Regions from separate parts of the Mus musculus genome. Here region 2 is linked to region 1. A link is a contact called in public HiChIP or PLAC-seq data. All regions are on one chromosome and are shown on one strand. Each heading gives the region's core, a stretch centred on a gene start, on an enhancer-like site or on the middle of the called end of the contact. The rest is flanking DNA. Distances are from core to core; before and after follow the strand shown.

Region 1 (3,234 bases), core at 528-3,027:
GCAGCTGGCCACTTTAACGGGACAGCAGCCAGGTACCAAAAAGGGGCAGCTGTTAGGATATGTGGAGCTTGGTGTCTGGGCCTAGGTGTTTCCTTCAGCTATCACTTGATAATACAACATTAACTAGGGATCAAGCAATGGCGGAATTTGCCAAGACTGCTGAACCTTCCCCACAACAGCCTCAATTAGTTTGGAATGAGTCAATTTGTGTTTAGGAATGAGTCCCGAGCTATCTTGTTTTAAATTGGATTTTTTTTCCCTTGTAGTGCTGGGGTTAGGCTTGGTAGACAAGTGTCCTACACAGCTGCATCCCTGACCCTTTGGAAACCGTTCTTTACACAATGAGTGACAAAGGATCCCCATAAGATGAAATGCATGTTTTTTGTTTTGTTTTGTTTGTTTGTTTTGAGCTGATCACCTCGTGCTGATCTCTATGAATCAGAACAGCAACGCTACCTAAAATACCAAGCCAGAGGCCAGAATACCTATTGGCCACGGGTTGGGTTTCCTTGGCCTCTGTCCCCACTGCCTTCCAGCCTTTGTGGGAGTGGAGGGATGGGCCTTGGATCAGAACTTGGAGACTCCTGACAGAGAACTCTGGCTCCTCCACGGAGCATCCTTGACTTCCCTTTACGAAGCTGACTGACCGCTCATGGCTGAGATCCGCTTGCACTGTTGCTTGCTTTAATCGGCAGCTTTGGATTCCAGGTGCCTTCGACAGGTGGGAGCTGATCCAGGCGCAGGAGCTTCACAGCAAGCTCAGGCTCAAACAGACCGTGCAGCAGCTCAAGTCTGACATCGGCAGCATCGCTGCTTGGCTTGGGAAAACTGAGGCCGAGCTGGAAGCTCTGAAGTTGGCCGAGCCTCCCTCTGACATCCAGGAAATAGCGCTCAGGGTGAAGAGACTGCAAGTGAGTGGAGCCATGGGTGGAGGGGGGAAGGGGGTGTTCAGCATAGGCTCGCAGGGTTAGCATTGTGCTGCTGGACAAACAGGTCAGACCTGGGCTTAAAGTGGCTTTTACCTCAGTAAGGACCAAGACACGGGTTTCTCTTTTTCACATGAGAGAATGTCTACAGAAAATCCCCAAACCTAGAAGAGCACAGTAGAGATATGACTCAGGTCCTCGGGGCTGGAAAGATCTGGACTGTAGATTTAGGTGTGGTAGCCATCGTCAGGCAGGGTAAAGCCAACCTTCTGAGGTTGTATGTGGTATGTGGTAGTTCTACATGAGACCAGCAGTGGAGTCTTCCTGGGAAGGGTTCAGATCAGCTCATTGACTGAGGAATCCTGTGGTCTGACTACTGTGACTACGCTGTGTTACAATTAAAGACGTGTTGTTACTCATATGATCAGCCCCTAGGCCTCAGGAGCACCAGCCCAGGGTGCAGGGGAGGGGCAGGCAGCTTGAGCCCTGCATTTTGGGGGTCCCCTGAGCAGATAAGTCTGAGGTCCTGAAACCCAAGACAGGAGTCTTGAGGGTGTCCAGTTTCTCTCCAGGTCTGTGCTTTCCCACTGTGGATACAGAGGTTACCATTTCTCCTAGAGGAGTGGTGTTTCTAGGGCTCCTAGGGGCAAGTACAAGATAGCTACCTAGTCTTTATCTGGAAAAGTTTTAGTCTTACCTAGAACTATCCCTAAGCCAGTGACAGAGAAGGGACTGTGGAGGTCAGCAGGCTCTCTCCATGCCTCCGGTCAAGCCTGTCAGAGGCAGGCCTCTGGTTCCCCAACCCTGCCGGCCAGCCAAGCTCACTAACCTTGTAAGGCAAGCTCCCTCAGCTGATGTTTCTCAGCCACTCACGGGCGAGCTCGCGCTCGACCTGGTGCCCACTGCTCGGAGAAGTGTGGAGGAGGTCTGTCCCTTACAGGTATTCAAAACGAGCCCCTCTTCCCTGGTGTCCGAAGCCCTAACCTGATCTCTTCCCTAGGAGATACTAAAAGCCTTCGATACCTACAAGGCCTTGATGGTCTCCGTCAATGTGAGCCACAAGGAATATCTGCCAAGCCAGAGCCCCGAAGCCACAGAACTCCAAAATAGACTCCATCAGCTGAGCCTGTCCTGGGACTCGGTCCAGGGCGTATTGGACAGCTGGCGAGGAGACTTACGGCAGTCACTCATGCAGTGCCAGGTAAGTTGACTCAGCCCAGGGCCCTGTCCCGGCAGCAGCCTGGCCCATACGCTAGGAACTGCAGATATTTTTACCATCCCCAGGCTGGCTTAAGCTAGGAAGTAATCAAGTTTCCCTTCCCATCCCTATGCCATTAAAATGACCCCGTGTTTACCTAGCATTTCCAGGACTGTTGCCCATACCCACCCTGGGAGTAAGGGTTGCAGCAATCATGCCACCTGGTTGAGGGAACTGCCTCTGTCTGTCCTTTTGTCAGAGAGAATCATAGGCCTAGCCCTGAATACGGGAGCAGTTTGATACTTAGAGCAATTCCCTGAAACTCTGGGACATCAGCACTCCCCTCTGAGACCTGAGCCTGACTCTAGGGCTCATTTTTAGGACTGAACAATGTGATGTGTTTAATGCTGGCCTACTACCCAACCCACATGAGTGTGAGCATGCATTAGCTCTCCACCACCGCTTAGCTCTGAGTCCATCTTTAGGAACATGAGCCCATCACGGCCTGTCATGTGGGGTGGGATCCCACAACCATTGCATCTAGAAAGTGGATTAAATATTTGGTCTTCACACGCCCTCCCCGCCTCCCCCACTGCTGGTATCAGTTTATAGCTGATGCCTCCCTCTTCCTCCCTGCCTTTTTCTTTCCTTGGTTGAGCCCCTGGCCTGTCACTGAAATCTGGTCCTTTGCTTACTGACTAGTGGAGATGTACGAGCAAGCTCCTTCTGGGCACTCCCGCCCTCAGTCGTGTGTGTGTGTGTGTGTGTGTGTGCTGCTCTCAGCACCCCCCAAGCACGGGGCTCTCACAAGTGTTGTTTCTTGAAGGACTTTCACCAGCTGAGTCAAGACTTGCTCCTGTGGCTAGCGACAGCAGAGAGCCGCAGGCAGAAGGCGCATGTCACCAGCCCAGAGGCCGACCGCCAGGTCCTCCTGGAGTGTCAGAAAGACCTAATGGTAAGTCTCCTCCACAGGCCCACCAGCCACTGTCTGCCTCCATGGGTCAAGGTCCTCCTTGGTGGTTTCATCCAGTGCTCTGGGCACTGTTGGTGGCTGTGACTCATGGGCTCTTTCAGAGAGGTGAGAAGCCAGAGCCAGATGCTTTTAAGAAT
Region 2 (3,234 bases), core at 279-2,778, 72 kb after region 1:
TTCTGCATGCTTTTTGTTGATTTCAAGCATTTATATATCTTAGGCAAGACTTAAAGTGTTGTCTTTAAAACTGCTCTTGAAATAAGAATTTCAGATTCATCTAGACATCTATTGAACATAAAATGAAATCCTAAAGTTTCTGCTTTAACCCTGACTGATAAAACCTCATCTTTTACTTCATATAGAATGCTGTAGAGAAATGGTCTCAGCCTTCCTAGTGGGGCAATTTCTTTAATACAGACCCTTGTGTTATGCTAACCTCCAACCATAAAATTGTTTTCATTGCTACTTTATAACTGTAATTTTGCTGTTGTTATGAATCATAATGTAAATGTTTTTGGAGATCGAGGGGAGGGGGGGGTGTCTCAAAGGGGTCGCGACCCACTGGTTGAGAACCCTTACAATCAGACTTGCTCTGGTAAGAAAATGAAGCTACTGATTACACTCTTCTTGTTGTCACTATATATCCTCTTTCTAATCTTTCCTTTCACTCTTTAAATAACATTTACACGGAGAGAGGAAATATCCACCATGAGCCGGATCATTATAGTAACAATGAAATTTCAAGTGATGCTTACAAAAACACTTGAAATAGAACAAGACATAAACATCTTTCCTCGAGGGTACTATGTGCCAAACACAAACCTGCCTTCTAAATCCTAAGTTAAATTGTCACGCTTGCTTTCTGAATAGCGCTCAAATTCATAGTTTTGTTTTATACACACACACACAGACACACACACACACACATACCAATATTCACTCTTTCCACTATGAAACTGTCACCACAGGTAATCAGGAAGAAGCAACAGTTAGATTCCTCTTCAGCATATAAGAGAAATCAGATTTAATCTTTCTCAGACTATCCAGGAAAGAAGTTAAACTCTATTTCTGACACGACTAAGGATTGCCAGTCGACAAGCCATGATCACCTGCCTAAGATAGGCATATCTTCCCTGGTCCACCACACTCAAGCAAGAAGCGTCATCATCGTATCCACTGCTAGGAAAACCACAGGAATTTTCTTCCTTTAAAATGAAATTATATTTATATAACTAAACCAAAAGTCAGTAAAAATTTCTGTTTCCGGTAGTGTTCAGAACAGTTGCATACATGCCCGTGCCCCAACCCTCCCCCCCCCTTTTTTTTTTGTTCTATACTCTGCCGGCTTCCCACAAAGTCAATTAAGCCTCACTATGAGCAAAGGGACACTTACCTAGCGGGTGGACATTCTCTCTTTTGCATTCTCTAAATGCAGACACGTACTTTCCTCGGTCCCTGAGCGGGACTCGCAGCCACTGGTTGTCGCTCAGCCTGCGGCGGCTGCCAGACTCTACTGCAGACCCGGATGCCAAGGGATGCCAGTGGCCGCACAAGCCGCTCCCTCCAGGCCAGCTCCCCACCTCCTCTACTCCCAGGAAGTTTCAAGAGGTGGTTGATGCTAGAAGCCTGGGAGAAGGCAGGGACCCGAGAGTGCCTTTCAAAAGGGCCAGCAGCTGGAGAAGCTGCAAAGACTGCCCACGACTAACGAACGAACGTTAGTGCGTCTTTCTTTTAAAGACCTGGAAAGAGTGTGGGAGGGTAGCTGAGAAGCCCACGTGACCACAAACCGGGAGCCAGAGATCTCAGGCACTCCCGCGCCGTGCAACCAGATCCACTGGATGTGGACCTCCAGCCACTTCACAGTCATCCTCTAGGGACACCCCGCTTCCAATAGACTGACGATGAAGGATCGAGATGGGGGCCCGGGAATGGGAATTTCTGACCAGATCCCCAGGGATTCTGGACTTAACCGCGTGCGTCCAGGGACCACACTTAATCCTGTTTCCATACTTTGACCTACGTGCGTGTCATTAAATGCTTAAGTTTGACAACTCTCCTTGAGAAGCATGGGCCAGGCCCCGGTTTCGGGTAATAGCACCGAAATTAGCAGTAATAACGAAGTAATGAAGGCAGATTCCTTTGCAGGGAGTGTTAGCTTGTGCTCCAGAAAGGCAAGGCAATGGGGCTGGAGGTGAAGGTTTGAACGCTCATCTATCAGCGGCTGGCGATGGAAGCCGGGAGAGAAAACGAGTTGTTTTTTGTTTTGTTTTGTTTTGTTTCGTTAAAAAAAAAAAAGAAAAGAAAAAGAAAAAGAAAAAGAAAAAGAAAAAGAAAAAGAAAAAGAAAAAGAAAAAGAAAAAGAAAAAAAGGCAATGGGTTAGGTCCAAGATCCCGCGAGCCTCCTGGAATTCACCTGGAGAAAATCTGCCTGCGCTTTTACAGGGGCGGAGAGGGTCTCTGGCGCCCCCTGATGGTAGATCTGATCCTCCCAGCTCAATCGCTTAGCCTGGAAGTGACCCTTCTACACAAAGGCTGAAACCATACCTTATAGTCTTTGAGGAAACAACTGGCTTTAAGGCAGCCTTTGGTGGCAAAAGTTAAAAGGAAAACAAATGACCTGTAGGCCAACCTGGTGTCACTGGTGTACCTAATTAATCGTCAAGCCATCCGCACACATCACGGGGATGTTTGTGAAGGATTTTAAAGATCTACTTTTTATCTTTTAAATTATGCACACATGGGTATGTACACAGGCGTGCAGATGTCTACGGAGACTATAGGTGCGGGATTCCCTCCTGCGTATGGGTGCTGGGAACAGAATTAGGCTTCTGTACAAGAGCAGCAAGCTATCTTAACAGCTGAGATGTCCCTTCAGACCCAGAATGTGATTCTTGGTGGACGGTACTCTAATAGAAGAAAACCGGGGGGGGGGGGGGGGGCGGGGGGGATTTGGAGGGAAACTTATACAATGTCAGCCTCAACATTTTGGGTGTAACCAAAACGCCTTCGGGGACCTTTCTGAGGCCCGGGTTTATGAGTGCCACAGGTAGGCACCGCAGACTACATATGTGGAGAAGCACGGTCTTTATAGACTATGAGCAAAGGCTATACCAAAAGTTTCGCTGCTGCCGGGCGGTGGTGGCTCACACCTTTAATCCCAGCACTTGGGAGGCAGAGGCAGGCGGATTTCTGAGTTCGAGGCCAGCCTGGTCTACAAAGTGAGTTCCAGGACAGCCGGGGCTACACAGAGAAACCCTATCTCGAAAAAAACAAAAACAAAGCTCGCTGCCCCCATTCATCCCATGTACAGGTTTCATTTAAGCTAAAAGTCCTGGGTTCTCTCCATTTGTGAGATAGAATGTCCCTGTCCTTTTAGGAAAGGTAGAGTGGATGGGAGAGTGGGTAGCTACT

The links. HiChIP or PLAC-seq counts read pairs in DNA pulled down with a chosen protein or histone mark.
Region 2: a contact with region 1 is called in an H3K27ac HiChIP or PLAC-seq map of heart atrium, with 6 times the contacts expected there. The contact joins the promoter of Esr2 here to the enhancer-like site in region 1. A contact is called at or near these places in 7 of 39 promoter capture datasets (the 3T3-L1 cell line, HPC-7-derived erythroid cells, Sertoli cells and 3 more), 9 of 484 Hi-C or Micro-C datasets (the AML12 cell line, the HL-1 cell line, MC3T3-E1-derived osteoblasts and 4 more), 3 of 115 datasets of contacts at active chromatin or transcription factors (cardiomyocytes, embryonic stem cells and heart atrium) and 3 of 9 other capture datasets (adipose tissue, embryonic stem cells and pancreatic islet).

What each region holds. Positions count from the first base shown.
Region 1 is chr12:76,103,039-76,106,272 of GRCm38.p6, forward strand. It overlaps Syne2 (spectrin repeat containing, nuclear envelope 2), which reads left to right. Exons shown (of 116, transcript NM_001005510.2): 108 at 1-32; 109 at 709-911; 110 at 1,927-2,127; 111 at 2,951-3,079. Among named protein-coding and RNA genes, the nearest start is that of Esr2, 73 kb to the right of the region's middle. Within about 2 kb of position 1,778, at least 12 of the 459 cell types and tissues checked have an H3K27ac peak or open chromatin away from gene starts, as enhancers often do. A contact at or near this core is called in cardiomyocytes and heart atrium, where this site is marked.
Region 2 is chr12:76,175,731-76,178,964 of GRCm38.p6, forward strand. It overlaps Esr2 (estrogen receptor 2 (beta)), which reads right to left and starts at 1,529. Exons shown (of 10, transcript NM_207707.1): 1 at 1,217-1,529.